2 separate regions of the Mus musculus genome follow, and region 2 is linked to region 1. Evidence: chromatin contacts called from public promoter capture Hi-C data. All regions are on one chromosome and are shown on one strand. The core of a region is the stretch at or near the end of the contact, and the rest is flanking DNA. Distances in the headings are between cores, read along the strand shown. Region 1 has its middle 16 kb from the start of A330009N23Rik. Region 2 holds the start of Krt73 (keratin 73).

Evidence for each region. Promoter capture Hi-C pulls out the DNA fragments that hold promoters and counts their contacts.
Region 2: a promoter capture Hi-C map of hippocampal neurons shows a contact between it and region 1, with 2.4 times the contacts expected there. The contact joins the promoter of Krt73 here to the enhancer-like site in region 1. A contact is called at or near these places in 6 of 39 promoter capture datasets (the 3T3-L1 cell line, 3T3-L1-derived adipocytes, hippocampal neurons and 2 more).

Annotation. Positions count from the first base shown.
Region 1 is chr15:101,239,185-101,242,721 of GRCm38.p6, forward strand. No RefSeq gene overlaps it. Among named protein-coding and RNA genes, the nearest start is that of A330009N23Rik, 16 kb to the left of the region's middle. Within about 2 kb of position 1,782, at least 195 of the 459 cell types and tissues checked have an H3K27ac peak or open chromatin away from gene starts, as enhancers often do. A contact at or near this core is called in 3T3-L1-derived adipocytes and hippocampal neurons, where this site is marked.
Region 2 is chr15:101,800,275-101,803,664 of GRCm38.p6, forward strand. Krt73 (keratin 73) reads right to left here and starts at 2,086. Exons shown (of 9, transcript NM_212485.3): 1 at 1,580-2,086; 2 at 438-652. The coding sequence starts at 2,023.

The DNA of each region.
Region 1 (3,537 bases), core at 532-3,031:
CTCGCACAACCCGGGCCCTTCTTGCACACATGGGCCCTCTTTGCCCACGTCCACCCCACCTCACCCCACCCCACCCCTCCGGCTTGGCCTCCCACCTCAGAGGCATCGCTTTCCCGTGGGGAGAGCCTCCCTCCCACTTCCAAGCTCCAGCCTGGAAGGACAAGACTCTCCCTACTGGGGAGGAAGATGCAGGCGAGGGTTGTGGTCCCCGCCTCTTGGCAGAGCGGAGGAGCGGCGTCGCCCTCTGCTGCCAAACTCGGGCACTGTCGCCTGATCACCTTGTCACCTGGGCTCCTAGGGGGCTTCCGGGCTTCAGCCCTTTCTTGTTTGTTAGTTTTGTTTTGAGAGCGGGTCTTAGCACACTACCAAAGACTATATAGACTTCAATCTTTTTTTCTTTTAAAAATTTTATTATGTTTTATTTATTTGGTTAGTATGTGTGTCTAGGCCACAGGACAGCCTGTGGGAGACAGTTCTCTCCTACCCCCTTGTGGGGTGGCAAGGGCCCTTCCCCACGGGTGGTCATCCCACCAGTCCCTACAGCCTGTTTTCTAAGCATATAAGTAAGGTAAGTGGGGCTCGTTCGTAATACATTTGTGTCCTGCCTTTTTCTTTTATTCTTCAAGAGATGACGTTTGGTTAAGAGCCTAGACTCTGGAGCCAGGCAAAGTCAGGTTCGAGTCCTTGTTCTGTGAAACCTTTATGTCTGCCCCTGTGAACCTGGTGCAGGCAGGCACTGCATAGGCTGAGGTGAAGCTCTGTACGGCGCCACATGTGTGCCATTCCAGCCCATTGTCCTGAGCAGGATGGGTCTCCAGCCACCTGACCCTTGGAGCCACGTGGTGCTTCGCCTCCTGTGCCATCAAGGAAAGAAAGGGGCGGAGGCTGTTGCCTCTTTGACTGGGCTCTCTTCCCAGCCCTGCATGGCCTCATTGTTTTTTCTGGGCACCTGGCATTTCCCTGCACGCGCATGTGTGTGTGTGTGTATACATATACATATATGTGTATATATATGTGTGTGTGTGTGTGTGTGTGTGTGTGTGTGTATGTATATGTGTGTGTGTATATATATTCTAGATTCTTTAAGTAGAATGATGTGTTTTCACAAAAGACTAGCGCTTTTAAAAGACTGGTTCTTGTTATGTATCCCAGACTCACCTGGAATTCAATAGATAGCACAAGGTGACTTCAATTTGTTTTGCTTTTGTTTTTATTTTGTTCTGTTCTGTTCTGAAAAGGTCTCATTATGTAACTCTGGCCGGCCTGGAAATCGATAGGTAGAGCAGGCTAGACTTGAACTTACACAGATCCTCATATCTCTTGAGCACCAGGATTACAGATATGTGTCACCATGCCCAGTGCATTGTATATGTCTAAGTTCATGTGTGTACATGCCTGTGGATATACCTGTGTGTGTGTGTGTGTGTGTGTGTGTGTGTGTGTGTGTATGTGTGTGTGTGTGTGTGTGTGTGTGAATATGTGGAAACCAGAGGTCAATGTTGGGTCTCTTTCTCAATTAGTTGCCCCATGCCCAAGGCTTTTTGAGAGTTTCGTTTGACCTCTGTGATTCCTAACAGAGGACTTGGCACTCCTAGGCCTTGGGTATTTTCTATAACTATGTGTAGATAGAGCTACCTTTCCGTCCTCTAAAAGCCGACAGTACCACTTATGGCCAGTGGAGGGCACTGCCACACAGCTCCTGGTAAGCTTCTAGGTGCTATGGGGGATAATTATAAAGAACATAGGCTCTTCCCACTCTGGGAGTGCTCTCAGTTCTGGAACCAGTAGGGGCTCTCCTCCCTCCCCTAGCGAATCTGTCCTGGCAGCCTGGAGCTGGCATGCCCCGGGCCATATCATCCAGAAGCAAGCACCCGGTGCCTGAGGTCAGAATACCCTGCTTGGTGGCTTGGACACACCCCTTAGCAGCTGATGCCACTAGACAGATCACACCCTGTTCCTGGCTCTGCAACATGACAGCGATCATTTGAGTGCGCTGCTAGCTCCCGGGTTTGCCGCGAGGTCGGAACAGAAGTGTTTTGTAAGTGTAAACGTTAGAGAAATGTAACATACACACACTTTCACTGCTGGGAGGCTAACTGAAGGTGGGTTTGTGGAAGGGATTAAGTTAGCGAGGGAGAAGGAAGATAAAAATAACAAGTGCCTTTCACCAAGTGCTTATTAGGAGCCAAGGCCGAGGAAAGTGATCCGAAAATATTGTCTAATTATAGCCAACACTTACACAGGGCTGACCTTGGGCCAGGAGCTGTTTAAGTGCCTCATGCATACAAACTGCTCAGATCCTCGTGACTCAGGGGAGAAGGTGAGGCATGAAGTAGTTGGTTTGTAGACCGGCTCATGCGAACGGGGCTGGCATTCAAACCACAGCGATTTGTCCCCTGTCATGGTCTCTGAAGTCACGACCACACCTCAAAGAAGATATTCTTGCATTTCCTTATAGTAAAGCCACTGGAAACACACCATGAAGGTGTATTTGAGTCCAGACTACCCACTGGAGAATGGAGAGCAGTGGGAACTGGCACAGGGTTCCCCCACCCCACCCCCCACCCCCGCCCAGGAACAGGGCAGATTCGAGCAAAGGCAGAGCTTGGGGGAGAGGGATTAATGCGTGGGAAGGGAGGATGGCCTATCTTCTGGATCCAGAAGGAGGAAGCAGGCTGACAGGCTGTGTCGCTCTCCTCAGTGATGGATTCCCTTTTTCCCTTCCAAGCCTCGGGGCTCCTCCTCCTCCGCTCTGAGGTGCTACTCTGACTGGAGAAGGTGAGAACAACCCCAACCCTGCCACAAGCTTCCCTCAAACCATCTCCTAGCTTCTAGCCTGTTATACAACCTGCGCTCTGTCCACACTCGGAAATAACCATGGCTCAGCAGAATGGACTTGGGGGCATGATGAATGGTCCTTAGGACGATCAGCTGACGGCCAGCTGCTCCTGAAGTGACCTGAGTGCCTGCCATAGCTCAGGTTCCCCAGCCCTTCCTGGGAAGTGGCCCTGCCTGGTCTACAGGAAAAGTCTTAACGCGGCTCTGTGTTTGGGCATCATGATAATCATGATTTTGATGAGTATGACCACCCATTTCTGTATCTCTTAATATCTGTCAAGCCTGGGGATGCACGCTTGTAATCCCAGTTACTCGTGGAGCTGAGGCAGGGGGATTGGAAATTCAAGACTTGCCTGGGCTACAGGGTGAGTTCTATACTGGTCTCCAGATCTTGTATAAACTCTGTTTCAAAGTGAAAAATAAAAAGACTGTGGCTAACGCTTAGTGGTAGAGTGTTGGCCTACAATGTGAGAGGCCCAGGTTCCATTCCCAAAGCCACAGAAAATAAATGAATAAAGGCTGGGGAACAGGGGAGCCTGCAGGGCCCTCTCCCACCTCCCGCACCCTCTCACTCCCGCGCAGTACTCTGCACCTTCCTCGGCAGTTTATGGGTCCTGGATTTTCCGAGTACAGCTCAAGGCCCAGAGGACAGGGGCCCCAAAGGTAACCCAGGTTCTCTAAGGGGAACCACCACGCTGC
Region 2 (3,390 bases), core at 836-3,335, 560 kb after region 1:
AGGAAGCTACAACTACCCCTACCCATGTCAGGAAAGAATGTGGCTCAGGTGTGTGGGACTCAGTGAAATTGAGAGCACCCCAATGGGAAGCCCATCTCCTGCTCTGTGGGGTTTCCTTGGAACTTAGGGCACCCTGGATGAGCAAAGGAGCTGGAGTTATGTGTTGAACACACACAGAGGCTCTTTAGGAGGGCTTAGGAAGCAACACATGAAGGAAAAAAAACTACCTTCAAGGTCATTCGTGGCACTGCCCAGCAGGCTCAGTATCTACATTCAGCCTGCTTGGTTATGCCCATGAAGGCTCTCCTCTTGCCAGGTAAGCTCAAGTGGTTTATTTTACTCAGGTTCCACCCTCCTGAGACCACAGGCAAAAGTCCCAGGACCTATTTAAGGAAGCCTCACCCCATGAATCAGCTAACCCACAGCATCCGACTCACCTCTTCTTGCAGTCCTCCACTGCATCCCGCATGCCCCTCAGCTCCGAGTCCAGCCTCACCCTGTCCCCAGATAGCGAATCCAGCTGCTTTTGCAGGCTGCTGATGTGGGCCTCATAAACAGGCTCCAGGTTCCTCCTGCAGTTGCTCAGGTCCAGCTGCTGCAGCAGCTCCCACTTGGTCTGCAGCACCTGGTTCTGCTGCTCCAAGAAGCGCACCTGGAACCCAAACCCATAGCCACCTGGAACCACTACACAACCAACGGGGTCAGGGGATGGGACACTTTCTTTCCAGAGAAAAAGGGTGGGTTTTGATCTGCCCTGTGACCTTCACAGGTGAACTCTAAGAAGGAAAAAAATGCAACCTCCAAAAAAAAAAACACACCTCTGGGAGTCCTTAGTCTGGCAGCCAGAAGGCAGCCCTGGAGGTCAGGAGGGGCCCAAGGTGAGAATGTGAGTTTCTCACCAACCTGTTACAATGTTAGCTGTTTGTTTCCTGGCCCAGGCTAAAACTGCTGGGTCAATATTAACCAACTGTAGAAAGCTACTCTGTAGCAAGTTCTTGGATGTAAATTAGCCTGCCGGCTTCCCACTCCTAAGGATCTGGTGGTCTAGTCTGTATTTGACCTTCTCCCTGCCTCGGCATCCATGGCCTCTCAGCCTACCTGGAAGCCCTGTACTCAACTGTACTGGGAACTTAAGCTCTCTGTGGTTTTCATGACAGGAGTTTCCATTGCTCAGTGCTCACCAACCACTGACTCTTAGGTGCTCAGACTCCAGTATGCATCAGTATTCCTAGAGGGCTCGTGGAAATACAGACTGCACAGGGCCCTGACATTTTGCACCTCCCAAGGCTACTGCTGGACTCCTCTGCCTTCTCTGGTTCTGCCTCACTTCTCCACCAAGAGGCCAGTGCTCTGCCTCCTAGACACCTTCCAAATGTAAAGAGCTCTTTTAAGCTCTTTAGATGCCTTTAGGTCTGCCTCTCAGTTCTGGTGTCCCGGGATTGTCTGCTACCTCTCTGCCCTGCTCTGTGATGTGTCTATGTCCTGGAAAAGGGTAGCATCATCCTATCTCCAGACAGGGGTCCCTGAGGGTAGTGGAGGTAGAGAAAGAAAGGAGATATTTAGCTATCAGCTGTCCCACCTTGTCGATGAAGGAGGCGAATTTGTTGTTCAGAGCCTTGATCTGCTCCCGCTCCTGGGCGCGCACCTTCTGGATCTCCGGGTCCAGCTCCACATTGAGAGGAGCCAGGAGGCTTTTATTGACTGTTACCTGGTGGATGCCTCCAGGCAGGCACAAGGATGGATTTGAAGGCCCCAGAGCCCCACTGCCAAACATACTGCCAGCAAAGCCACTGGCCCGATTCCGGCCAAACCCATATCCCCCTGTGCGCCCGCTGCTGCTAGCCACATTGAAGGAGATGCTCCTGGGACTCCTCAGGCTGTAGAGGCTCCGACTGCTGAAGCCTCCACTGAGCCCTTTGCCGGCTGCCCGGTAAGAGGATGAGCTGCCTCCGGAGAGCACAGCTGAGCAGCCGCTGAAGCCCCTGTTGGCAACTCCAGGTTTGCAGGTGAATTGGCGATTCATCCTGAAGAAGCCACAGACAGAATGAGACAAGACACAAGCCTTCGCCAAGAGACTGACTGTTCCCCGCTTGTGATCTTGGTCTTCCCCTTTATAGAGCTCAAGAGAACAATTGCTCTAATTGTTGGGTTTAATTTGCCTGGAAGGAAGAAATCATTTTCTTCTATCGAAATCATAGGCATAGGGCAACATGAAAACCCCCAAAGTGCTGGGCTTGCAAGTCCTCTGCATGTAATTGAGTCTTATCTTATTAGCATGGGGTAATTAGCTAGGCCGTATTATCCCCCAGAATGATCTTGGCTAGGAAGCTTGTCATGGTCCCAGCTGTCATTCTCCAGAGGGCTGGGATTGTAGGAGTTCTGAAGGAGACTTCTAATTGATAGTGTCATCTCTGAGAAATCTCCCACCTGTGCCAGCATCAGATCATCTGCCTCACAGATCCTGGCTAAGCTGCTTTCATGTGGTTAGGAAGTCCCAAGTCCTGGTTTCCCAAGGCTGCTGAAAACATTTCTCAGGACTGATTCGCCAGGGACACAGGACGGGAATCTAAATCCAGGCTCTACCCTCTGGTGGTGAACCTCCTGTGTGCCTTCAGATAGGTCCCAGGATCCCCTGTGCCAGCCAGGTGTCCATCTACGTTCACCTGCACACAAAGACTTCTACCCTCAGTCCTACAATGGTTGACACCAGTGTCCATCTTTCCAGCTCCATAAAATACCACTTAGGAAACCCGACAGGAAGCAGGGGTGTGGGATATATCCTCTGCCTTCACAGAGCCCCAGCAGAATCGCAGAACTATTGGTCTAGATCTCTGAGGAAGATTGAATGTTAAGAAGCTGTTCCTCGGGGATCCTGGGAAATAATTCGTTCTTGGGAATCTTCTCTTGGCCTTCATTCTGATAGCAGAATGTCCTGTTGTCATGGCCACAGCCATCTGATGTAAGCAGTGGTCTGCCTGCTCACCCTTCTCACGGTCTTCATGACCTCGCCTGTGGCTGCGAGCAACCAGTAGCAAAGGAGCCAGGGAAAGGTTGTCTCGGTGATAACTTAGAATGAACTGACAGTGACTATCTGGAACTCCTTACCTATCTCCCTGGTAGAAATGGTTAAGCTCACTCCTCCTACATGGAATATTCTCCATCACCATCTCTACCACTCTCATACACTGCTTCCCCTCCCTCTCTCCCCTATAGGGACAAAGATGCAACTCCTTACTATACATCTACGCCGGCAAAACCTAGAGTTCTAGACATAGTCGCCCACTCTACTTCTCTGCCTGCTCATCTGTGCCCAGTCCAAATCCATGCTGCCATGCTAATTCATGATAATCCATGCTAATTCGTGATAATTCATGCTAATCTATGCTAATT